Regions from separate parts of the Mus musculus genome. Here region 1 is linked to region 2. The links are chromatin contacts, called in public HiChIP or PLAC-seq maps. All regions are on one chromosome and are shown on one strand. The core of a region is the stretch at or near the end of the contact, and the rest is flanking DNA. Distances in the headings are between cores, read along the strand shown. Region 1 overlaps Atf6 (activating transcription factor 6). Region 2 has its middle 52 kb from the start of Gm23523.

Region 1 (5,150 bases), core at 479-2,978, 130 kb before region 2:
GAATAATTTTGAAATTAGGAGTTTGGCATTTTTTGTGTGTGTGATATTCCCGAATGAAACTAACAGTAGAAAACATTTGACATTACCTTAGAACTTTAAGTAGAATGATAGTATGGTGTAGTTGTTAAATATTAACATAGTCATATTTTTTTTTAACAATTATAATATCCCAAGTGTTTAGAATTCCAGAGGAACAAAAGATGGGAAAGGTTTCTAAAAACTGAGGGCTGGAAATGTGGTCCGTAGCACAGTGCTTGCTTGGCATGCACAGGCCCTAGGTTCAATCTTTAGTACCCGTCCCATCCCCAAGAGACCATGCCATAGAAGACTGTTTAAGGATTGTAGTGATTCAGTACATTAAAAGAGAAGACTGAAGGTAGACAAAGGAGCTATCTGTTAGGAAAGGTAGGGTGTCATGTGGACAACAGAATTCTTCTGGGTTATTCCAGTGGGTCATCTGGAACAGGTGCAGGTAAGTGATAGAAAGAGCTCTTCAAATCCTAAGCTTGTAGATACAGACATTATGTTTAGATACTGGAGGCCAGTTTTCTTTTTAGACTGTGATTAATAGGCAGCTGAATGCTGACAGTGATGGATTCCCTGAACCATTTGTAATCTCCAAACAAATTCAGTTAATTGCATGTTGGTCTGTTAGCCAGACATCTTTCATTGGTTGTTTGATGTGAAAGAACATATGTTCTGCTTTTGCAGTATTTAGAGGACTCTGGGAAGTTTTGAGTAACTTGCTGACAAAGTCTTAGTAAACACCTTAGTTAGGATGTTTGAGATGAGAGTGTATCTGTATTGATGAGTGTTATCTTTTATTGTTAGTAGTATTGGCTCTGATTCAGAAATTAGAGCTGACAGAATTATAAAAGGGATATTGATGTAGTCTGTGTTTAATATAAGAGACCAAAAGACTATTAGGATGATCTTCCAGTTAAACAGAATCGCAGTTTCTGAGCTGTTTTCATTTATAGCATAGCAGGGTATCTTAGTCACTGTTCTATTGCTGTGAAGAGGCACCATGACCAAAGCAACTCGTATAAGAGAAAACATTTAAGTGGAGTCTTGCTTACAGTTTCAGAGGTTTAGTCCATTATCATCATGGCAGGCAGCATGGTGGCATGCAGGCAGACATGGTGCTGAAGAAGTAGCTGAAAGCTATATCCTGAGAGAGAAGTGGGTCTAGAATGGGCTTCAGTGACACACTTTCTCTAATAAGGTCACACCTCTTAATCTTTCTCAAATAGTGCCACTCCCTGGTGACTAAGCATTCAAATATAGGAGTCTTTGAGAGGGGCATGGTAGAGGTGGGAAGGGGGAGGCCTTGTTATTCAAACCACCACATAGGAAATGAGTCAAGACTTTTCAATGTGAGTTTTTCATATTTCTTTGAGGTAGAAAAGCATTAGTCTGCTAATCTTCCCAAGGCACCCAAAGTAAAGCCTGCTCTAGAAGGAGCTGTAGAGAGGACTGAGCCACCGGAACAGCCTCTATGTTAGTAGCATGCATATGTTTTTTAAGTCTCCTTAAATGTGAGTTAGTGTAGTTAGTCTTGATTCAAAATGTATCCCTCAGTTTTTCATGTCGTGCCATTTTTGTGCTTTTAAACCATATGGTGGAAAAGTTGTAATTCAGAAAACTACTATCAGTCTTTCGTGGCTTTGTAATGTTGACATGGCTACTCATTCCCTACCTGTTTTGAATTCTTTTGTTTGGCAAGCCGCATTCTCTAGGGGCCAGCTACCGCCATACGTAGCGTTGCTAGCATACCATCTTCTGCAGACTACATTAAGTGCCACATTTTCTGTTATGAAACAGTTTGCCTGGCTCAGATTATAATTTCAGTCTTCCTGCCTTTGCTGGTAAATCTGTTATGTTTAACTCTTGGAAACCTTACCTACATTTTCAAGAAGTACAGTTTGGTTTTAGCTCTGATCCTGATGAAAAAAATAGACATTTTATTTTAGTATAGACATTCTCTATGTACTCTGTTAAATGAAATTCTGGAATTATAAAGTTGGCTTGGTAGAGAGCATGGGTATCTTTCTGTTGAAGGGCAGTTGAATGTTGCCAGGTGTGAGGTTAGGCTGGAGCATTCTGTTTAAGTCTGTTACATTGTTTCCATCTCTTCTCCTCTCAACAGTTCATGAGCCCTAATCACCTTAATTTAGGATTTTAAAATTATGAGATTTGAGTTACTGGGATAAAGGACCATGAAAAATGTGGTGAAATTATATTCTATATATTTTATAGTGGACCAACATAGCTGAGAGTTTTACTGAAATTCATTGCCTGGAACAATGGAAAGGAAAAGATCATGAATTAGTACAGAACTAGAAAGAACCTAAGAGGTGAGAGTGATTGACACTGTGTTGCTAGAGGCCCTAGCCGTTTCTCCCTGCCTACCCATTCACTCTATGGGACATCTATTAAACCCTTCTTCACTCTGCACACTTTCCAATCTTTTCTGATTGGAGACCTTGACACACAAACATGAACATTCATGGACACGTGTACACGTGTGTGCATGCACGCACACACACACACACCTTTCCAAGAGGGCTATCTTTTTTTGAACTCCTGTGTCAGGTCCACAGAGCTATCATGGAAAGAAGGTTACTAAGGTAGGGGAGAATTCCTTCCCACATGCCTGCGGGCATTAGGAATACTGAAAAGGGCATTCTCCAGTTCCAAATTGGATTTTGCATTTCTTTTCCTTTTCTCTTTAATTTTTTAAAAGAGCTATTTATTTATCCTATGTATATGAGTACATTGTAACTGTCTGTAGACTCACCTGAAGAGGGCATCAGATCCCATTACAGTTGGTTGCTGAGAATTGAACTCAGGACCTCTGGAAGAGCAGCCACTGCTCTAGCCAAGCTATCTCTCCAGCTTGTATTATGATTCCTTTTTTTCTAGAAATGGTATTAAAAAGTTCGAGATTTCGGGTGTTAGGTTGAAGTGCTGTGGATGTGCTCTTTTCATCCAATGGACAAATATGAACTTGGAAGTCTTCCATTTTTACAGCAAGGTGGAAGCAGCCCTTCTCCTTTACCAGAGGGACTCTGTAGCTCCTCTTTCAAAGTTTCTGTAGGGAGCATGACACCAAGAAATGACTGGTTAACTCCCGTCACAGATGGTTATAACTTTGCATTCTTAGCTTGTCCAGTAAGGAATAAAGCTCACTAGAGACCCCCCTTGAAGGATGTTTCTCAAGAACGATGTAATTCTACAGTCTATTTACAATGTAAAGTAACGGGCACTCTACTTGTGTTCTTTTTCAGAAACCAAATCAAACCTCTAAACACTAAACATCCAAGGTCCTCTTTTAGGGCTAAATGTGAATTGGCTCTCCTTTTATCCTATCTTAAATCAGAGAGAGAATGAGTAGACAACTTTTAGCAACCGAATGCCTTTTAAAAAATCATTTTGTTAAAGCTTTTGTTAAGAGCATCAAGACCATGATATTTCTTTAGGCTGCAGAGTCAAGGAATCTGTCAGAATAATTTCAGTAGGAAAGATTTGGTGCTCTTAGAAGCTGTCCAGATTTCAGAAGGAAAAAGTCACTTTTGTGCTGACTAGCTTTTGGCTTTGCTACTACCAATGACTGCAAATAAAAGAAAACTATGCTTTGTTAAAGTATTTGCAGTTTCTCTTCAATGGAGTTTGGGGTTGTCTAAAAATTTATCTTGAATAAAGCTATTATAAATTAAAATTTGTGATTGCAGTGGCTCTGTGAAGGGACACTGACAGTCCTCCCTCCCCTCTTCATGTGCTGAGCTGTGATGAACTCATGCTGTGTCAACATTAGTGGTTTTTTGAGGCAGGGTCTCACTGTGTGTCTCTTGTGGGCTCAGAACTTCCTATATAGACCAATTTGTCCTTGAACTCACACATCTCCCTGTGTCTGTTTCCCTAGTGCTGGGACTGAAGGTGTGCACCACCATGCCTGGCTAACTTCAAGTGTTCTTTATGTCTTTCAGTTTGCTACCTGATAAAGCTAGTAAGTAATTATTTGAAAGCATGTTGACTTATATCTTCAATAATTAAATACTTTACCCTCTTTTCTCTGATAGTCTGTCCTATAGTCTTACCTTGGGGCTCACCCGAGGGAGATAGTGCTTTGCTGATCAGTTAGTTCCCATCTCTAAAGCAGTCGCCTTCACCAGTTTTCTGCCCTCCTGTCCTGAGATGGCTCTTTATTATGTACACACTTAAAGCTTTTGCTAAATGACCTCTTCTAAAGAAATAGTAGCTCATGTACACACTGTCTTGCAACTTGCTTTTCTTAATATATATTGGAGATTGTACCCCATCAGGACTTAAAGCTGAAAGGTAGGGATGGTGATGGCTCAGTGATTAAGAGCTCTGGCTGCTCTTCTAGAAGACTTGGTTCTAGTCTCATTACCAACATGGTGGCTCATAGTTGCCTGTAACTCGAGTTCCAGGGGGTACCAATGCCCTTTTCTGGCCTCCATGGGCACTGCGTGCACATGATGCACAAATAATCATAAAAACAAAATAGCCACATACATGAAAAATAAAGTAAATCTTAGAAGAAGGAAGAGAAGGAGAAGGAGCAGGAGCAGGAGGAGGAGGAGAAAAGAAGAAGAAGAAGAAGAAGAAGAAGAAGAAGAAGAAGAAGAAGAAGAAGAAGAAGAAGAAGAAGAAGAAGAAGAAGAAGAAGAAGGAAGAAGAAGAAGAAGAAGAAGAAGAAGAAGAAGAAGAAGAAGAAGAAGAAGAAGAAGAAGAAGAAGAAGAAGAAGCAGCAGCAGCAGCAGCAGCAGCAGCAGCAGCAGCAGCAGCAGCAGCAGCAGCAGCAGCAGCAGCAGCAGCAGCAGCAGCAGCAGCTAATTGGGGGCTGGAGAGATGGCTCAGCAGTTAAGAGCACTGACTGCTCTTCCAGAGGTCCTGAGTTCAATTCCCAGCAACTGCATCCATCTCACATCCATCTATAATGGGGTCAGATGCCCTCTTCTGGTGTGTTTGAAGAGAACAAGAGTGTACTCATACACATAAAATAAAGTAAAAAAAGAAAAAAGCTAAATGGGATTCTAGTTCATAGAGATTCCATAATTCACATTTTGTAATCTTTTTGTTTGTGAACATTCTCATTTGAATAACTTGGTACATACTTTCTTTTT
Region 2 (5,735 bases), core at 1,753-4,252:
AGCGGTTAAGAGAGCTTCATCTTCCAGAAGATATGGTTTTATACACACACACACACACACACACACACATATACACACACACACACACTAAAACAAAAGGTTTTTAAAAGATATCAGCCTAGTCATAGTTATCATTATCCACACACATCACAGGTGAAGAAACAGAAGGGATTAACTTCTTAGTCATAGGATCCTAGGATCTTATGACTAGTACGCAGTGAAGCCTGTCGTTGACATTAACTCTGATGATTGGAAAGCCACAGCCCTCTTTCTTCATTGGCTTTCACCCTTTGAGGCCATCCATAAAAGATGACAACAGGTGACAAAGCAGAGAGAAAGAAACCAAACCATGCAACATGTGCAGCCAGGGTGTTCAGGAAAGGGGAACTTCACCAAAGGCAAGTGCTGAGGAGGTTGCCATGAGTCACTCATTCCCTCAGAAGCCCCTCAGTGCTGACTGCATGGGGAACAGCTGTTACACTCCCTCCCCTGGACAGCAGCCTTTGTGCTCTCTATCTGTCTGAGTTACGTGGTGGGACATAACATGCAACCCTAGTCCCAGGATGCATGCACTGCCCGCTCTTCAGTATGTGCTTCTACACAGCTTTTCCCTGCCTTAAGAATTTTCCTCACAAAATAAATTCCTGGTGAGAGTCTTAGACTCTGAGATTGGTAAGAGATTACCAACCACACAATATATTGGTCTAGCAGTGCAGGATGTAGCTTACAATAAATGCAAGGCACTGCATTAATAAATGGACCACTTTATGACATGAATTGCTTTGCAAGACTTCTTGAAATCTATGTGCCTTTAAATGGAGAACCTTTTGAGATGAATTTTTAAAAGTGGCATCTGCAGTTGTTTACAGCTCATGATTTTTTAAACAGTGACTCAGTTCCCAGGAAGAACTCAGAGTCTCTTTTATTTCTTAGGTGTCCCGCCTGACTTCTCACGTCTCTGGGGTCATGGCCATTGTCTGGGCACCAGTGGGATTCGTGGACTCTTCCCTCATAGACAGTGGGCTAGAAGAACTGGCCGTGGAATGTAAACTCCTAACCACAGTCTAAGTGATGTAACAGGCTCAAGCATCTAGCGGTAGGTCGTGGGAAACTGCACAGAGGCTGGACAATACTTTTTCTCCTGGCGATGCTTGTACAGTATCTGCTCCTGGTTCCATGTGGTCACCCTCTGTCCCCACAGTAGAAAAGGCAGCCTCTAGAAGTTTCTGGTCAGCCTAAAAGCATAAAACCAAGACACAAGTTGATCCCAGGAGAGAGATGGCGTGTGGAAAGCTCACTGGCCAGGGCCTTACCATAGCCACAGAGTCCCCCCCTCATTTGACTGCTGGTCCCAGGATACAAATGGTGTGTCTACCACATTGCCTCTGGTTTCAAATTGCTGGAATTCCCCACTGCTAAGCAACATTTTTCACATCAGACCAGCACATTGCCCCTTTTGAGTCTGGCAGTCTCTTAGAAGACAAAATCCAACAGCCCTGGTACAACCAGGAGGAGGTTGCCGTGAGTCAGGCCAGGCCTTTTCCATCAAGCCACCAGCTGGGAGGACCTGGAAATTCATCTTAATTTAAACAGCCTGGGCAGGAAGGAGGCTGAAGCATTGAGGCCTTTGTTGTAAATGGTTCTGTGGGTGACCATCCTGGCGAGCACCTCTAGAGGCACATTGCAACCGGCAGGCTAATTCCTCTCCCTGGAGTGATTATCTGGTTCAGGTTAGCAGGACAGAAGCCACCCAGAAAGAGGCTTGAACTCACAGAAATCGGATATTTTTTCCCTTTTCACCACCTCTGAAGTAGATGTTTGTTAAATACTTGTCATTTCTGCGAGGCAGTGATGTTTAGACAGTCAGGAACCCCCTCAGGGTCTCATTCATTGTGTGAGGCCCAGAAATGCTATGGGCAGTGTGCTCTGGACATAGGGTTTGGGGCATGTTAAACCAGAACAGTATTTTGAGTTGCTTTGTTGAGTCTTTACAAAGCCAGAAACATAGATTGTCTTTCCAGAATAGGCGAAAAACTGGCATTCATCACCTGTGTTTGCATGTCACCACATGTCACCACATGTCACCACAGAGCATTCACCGTGCACACTGCTTTTGCCTTTGTCATAGTATCTTATCAAAGCAATAGAAAAGTAACCATGGCAGACCCTGGGGCTGGCTAGGCCCAGTAATCTGTTTAAACAGGTATAGAAGGATTCACACAGGTATCTGACAGCCTTGTATGAAGATGCCTGCCCAAGCCGCTGGAGCTAAGGACCTTGAGACTCTGCCACAGGTAAGTCTTCTGCAGCTTCCTTTTTCTTTTCTTTTCTTTTCTCTTCTTTTCTTTTCTTTTCTTTTCTTTTCTTTTCTTTTCTTTTTTTTTGACTGCTATTTTGAAAGACCACGGGGGTCATCACAAACATTCTCAGTCTCCCATCCTTGGTTGGATGCATGGCCTCCTGCTGTCCCAGCTGGCTGCAGCCTCAGCCAAAGAGACAGGAGTCAGGATTAGATCCTTTCCCAGGTACATATGCTCAGCCAAACCAGCAAGCATCCAGGGCTTGGGGGTCTGACTCCAGAAAGGAAACACACTGACTGCTTGCTCTCCTCCAGACCCATGGCTTCTGAGATGTCCTGTTTGAGATCGCACCCTCTGCTGATGAAGCAGGAAGTCTCCTGGGCTGGTGATCAGCCCTTCCTAAGACACAGGCTGGGAGAGGTCGGGTGTACCTGGAAGGGATCCTGGACCCTCCTCTCTTGTCTTCACAGTTCCCCCACTGGAGTATATCCAGTGGGTTGCAGGCTCTCACTCCCTTCAGCACAACCCTCTTTATACTGGTGGCTCCCAATCTCTGAGATCTATTGGAATCATTGGGAGTGTTTAAAACTGACTGCAGGCTGGTTCCCACCCCCAGACATTCTGACTTAATTGCCATAGGGTGTGATCTAAACATAGGAATGTTACATTTCCTGAGATGATTCTACTGTGTAGACAAGTTCGGAGCCAACGAGTCAGGTCCCTTGAGACCTACATCGGATGGTTATGAAGCAACACAATTCAAGACACTCAGGGTAGAACAGGGTTCCAGCGACACACAGAGAAAGTTGCATTTAAATAGAGTCAAGACCGAGCAAAGATCTAGCAAAGAAAGGAAAGGAGAGAGTAACTGGGGTGGGTGGCTATTGGATTCTCTTGTGGAGATGACGTCAGACATTCCTCTGCGATGTTAGAACGGGAAACACATGAAAATAGCCATGACTGCAAATGGAACGTTCTGGGAAGCAATGGCATGTTCTTGGAAGGAGAGAGAATAGGACTGAGGGAAGAAGAGGGGAGAACAGGGAGGCCTGGGGGAGGGGAGGGGAGAGAGAGAGAGAGAGAGAGAGAGAGAGAGAGAGAGAGAGAGAGAGAGAGAGAGAGAGAGGTGAGAAGATTTGGCTCCCAAGCCTCTGTCCTCAGAGAAACTGCTAGAAATGGTATAAACAGAGGGGGAGAGAGAAGGCTTGGGTTGGTGTGAGGAGTTGGTGAGAAAGGATAGCGGCTGACCCAAGAAGAAGCCTGAAGCAACACAAAGACCAAAAAAGAAGAAGGAGCCACTCCTGAGAAGATGGAAGAATTCAAACGTGGTCGGTGACCAAACACTCCCAGCCTAAGGCGCCTGGAGTTGGAGGGTTTCCAGGGAAGAAGCTTAGCACACAGCTTCTGGTCACATAGGTACTCAAGGGAAAGAATAAGACCCTGCAGTGCCCTCAGTCCCTTTCCTCCTCCTCATGCCCCCAAGAGAGGACCCCATACCCGTAGGTGGGAAGGCCAAATCCCCCCTCTTGGAAGTCTCCTAGGGAGAGAGGGCCTGTGCTTCAGGAGTAGCCTAGGAACGGTGCCAAGGGGCAGACAGGCCAGCTTCAGTCTCAGCTCCCATGTTTGTTTATCGGGGTGCAGAAAAGCAGCTCAACCCTTGAGCCTGGCACCACTCTCATTCTTAGATCACACTCTAGTGACTTTGGGAGAGCCATCCAAATTCTGAGTCAGAGAAAAAAAGAAAAAGAAAAAGAGAGAGAAAGAGAGAGAGAGAGAGAGAGAGAGAGAGAGGGAGAGAGAGAGAGAGAGGAAGGAAGGAAGGAAGGAAGGAAGGAAGGAAGGAAGGAAGGAAGGAAGGAAGGAAGGAAGGAAGGAAGGAAGGAAGGAACCATAAAGATAAAAACCAAGGGAAAGCACACAAGCTCTTAAATTCTTGGAGGAAAGATTTTATAGTGACTATGTATAACATCAAGAGACTCCTCATAATGGGATGGTGACCTTGTAGCCCACCTGCTGTGACAAGCCCCTACAGAATGGAAATGTCAACCATGTCACATGGAAAAAGGCTCTAACTTCCAGCACACCTCAGCACAGACTGGGAAGTCCCAGCTTCACTGGGGAGACTATCCGGGAAGATGCTGGCATATGACACGCATGCACCCCATTCCATTCTGCTCCCTACCATTTGACATTGTTCTCAGGAGGTTCCGAAGAGATGCTCAGGGAAGCACATTGTCTTGTGAGGGGCCCATCATCAAATGTGTCAGGATACTGAAGGATCTACTCGCCAGTGCCACTCCCTTTGGACATGGTAGACCTTTAATGCTATTACTCTGGCCGCATCCTCCCTCTGGCCTGGCCTGGCCTGCCAGCTATGCTTGAATGCTCTGAGGATTCATACTATAACTCTTCGAGCCCAGTAGCCAGGAGCTGCCTTGGTGGCTCCAGTATTTCTAGTCAGCAGTTTCCTGCGGGAGAGAGGTCCAGTTGCTGGCAGCCCTCCCAGCTTTCTGTGCAGCCTCCAATTTATCATGACCACTGGCCTGGGTGTCACAGAGAAACAAAAGGTAGACTGGCTTCCTCAGAGTTCAAAAGGCAGCAAGGCCTGGGGGCCATATGCAGTCACTTGCTCTTTAAGAGACAGGAGAGAAATAAAGGCCCTGGCCCCTTGGAGTCACAGAGGGCGGGATGGTTTGTCCTGCAGGAATGCGATGACCAAAAGGGCATCCCTGTGAAGGCCCTTTCTGTTCTGCAAATGCATCATGGGAGAAAGCGGCCCCTCCATAACAGAAGTGACCATTGTGAGGTGAAGGAGTTTGCATGGGTCTATGGAGGCAAACAGGAATTCCTCTGCCAGTGAGAAGATTTAGAAGGGCAGAGTAACCCAGAGGCCATTTGGAGCCTGGGGGTATCAGGGGCTGTTGAGAGTGTGAGGTGGCCTCCAGCCCGAAGATCCGAAATCAGTCCCTGAGATCCTTACGGTGGAAGGAGAGAAACAGCTCTCACAAAGTTGTCCTCTGACCCCCATGTCTACGCATTATAGTGCATGTGCCCACAAATAAATGAATAAGTGTAGTTCTTAAAATGCAAAGGTCCTGTCACGTGAGCAGAACCTGAGCCAGGACATGAGTCCACTGCTGTCCTTGGTGAGTTCTGACAGGAACAAGAAATGTTCTCCAAAGACAGCCAAACCAAGGAGGAGAGCATTGCAGGAATGAGAGACCCTGACGAGGCCCGAGGAGGCATATGCTAAGACACAGGTGAACAGGTTTGGGGGCCACAGGGGAAGATGAGGGTCTTGTGGGAGGGAGGCTTGAATGAGGCCTTGTGGAAAGGGGAGAATTCAGCCCGTGTTGACTGAAAAGGACAGTTGAGCAAACTAGCTCGCACAGGAGCCAGGGCAGATTCGTGGCCAAAGGTCTGTTGTGCTCAGAG

What was found. HiChIP or PLAC-seq counts read pairs in DNA pulled down with a chosen protein or histone mark.
Region 1: a contact with region 2 is called in a CTCF HiChIP or PLAC-seq map of the NIH/3T3 cell line, with 9 read pairs. The contact joins two enhancer-like sites. A contact is called at or near these places in 7 of 39 promoter capture datasets (the 3T3-L1 cell line, the HPC-7 cell line, HPC-7-derived erythroid cells and 3 more), 1 of 15 datasets of contacts at CTCF or cohesin (the NIH/3T3 cell line), 6 of 484 Hi-C or Micro-C datasets (brown adipocytes, embryonic fibroblasts, liver and 3 more) and 2 of 115 datasets of contacts at active chromatin or transcription factors (embryonic fibroblasts and pancreatic cancer cells).

The regions. Positions count from the first base shown.
Region 1 is chr1:170,826,144-170,831,293 of GRCm38.p6, reverse strand. All of the region lies in intron 7 of Atf6 (activating transcription factor 6), which reads left to right. Among named protein-coding and RNA genes, the nearest start is that of Gm25235, 4.2 kb to the left of the region's middle. Within about 2 kb of position 1,728, at least 18 of the 459 cell types and tissues checked have an H3K27ac peak or open chromatin away from gene starts, as enhancers often do. A contact at or near this core is called in the NIH/3T3 cell line and embryonic fibroblasts, where this site is marked.
Region 2 is chr1:170,697,163-170,702,897 of GRCm38.p6, reverse strand. No RefSeq gene overlaps it. Among named protein-coding and RNA genes, the nearest start is that of Gm23523, 52 kb to the left of the region's middle. Within about 2 kb of position 3,002, at least 36 of the 459 cell types and tissues checked have an H3K27ac peak or open chromatin away from gene starts, as enhancers often do. A contact at or near this core is called in the NIH/3T3 cell line and embryonic fibroblasts, where this site is marked.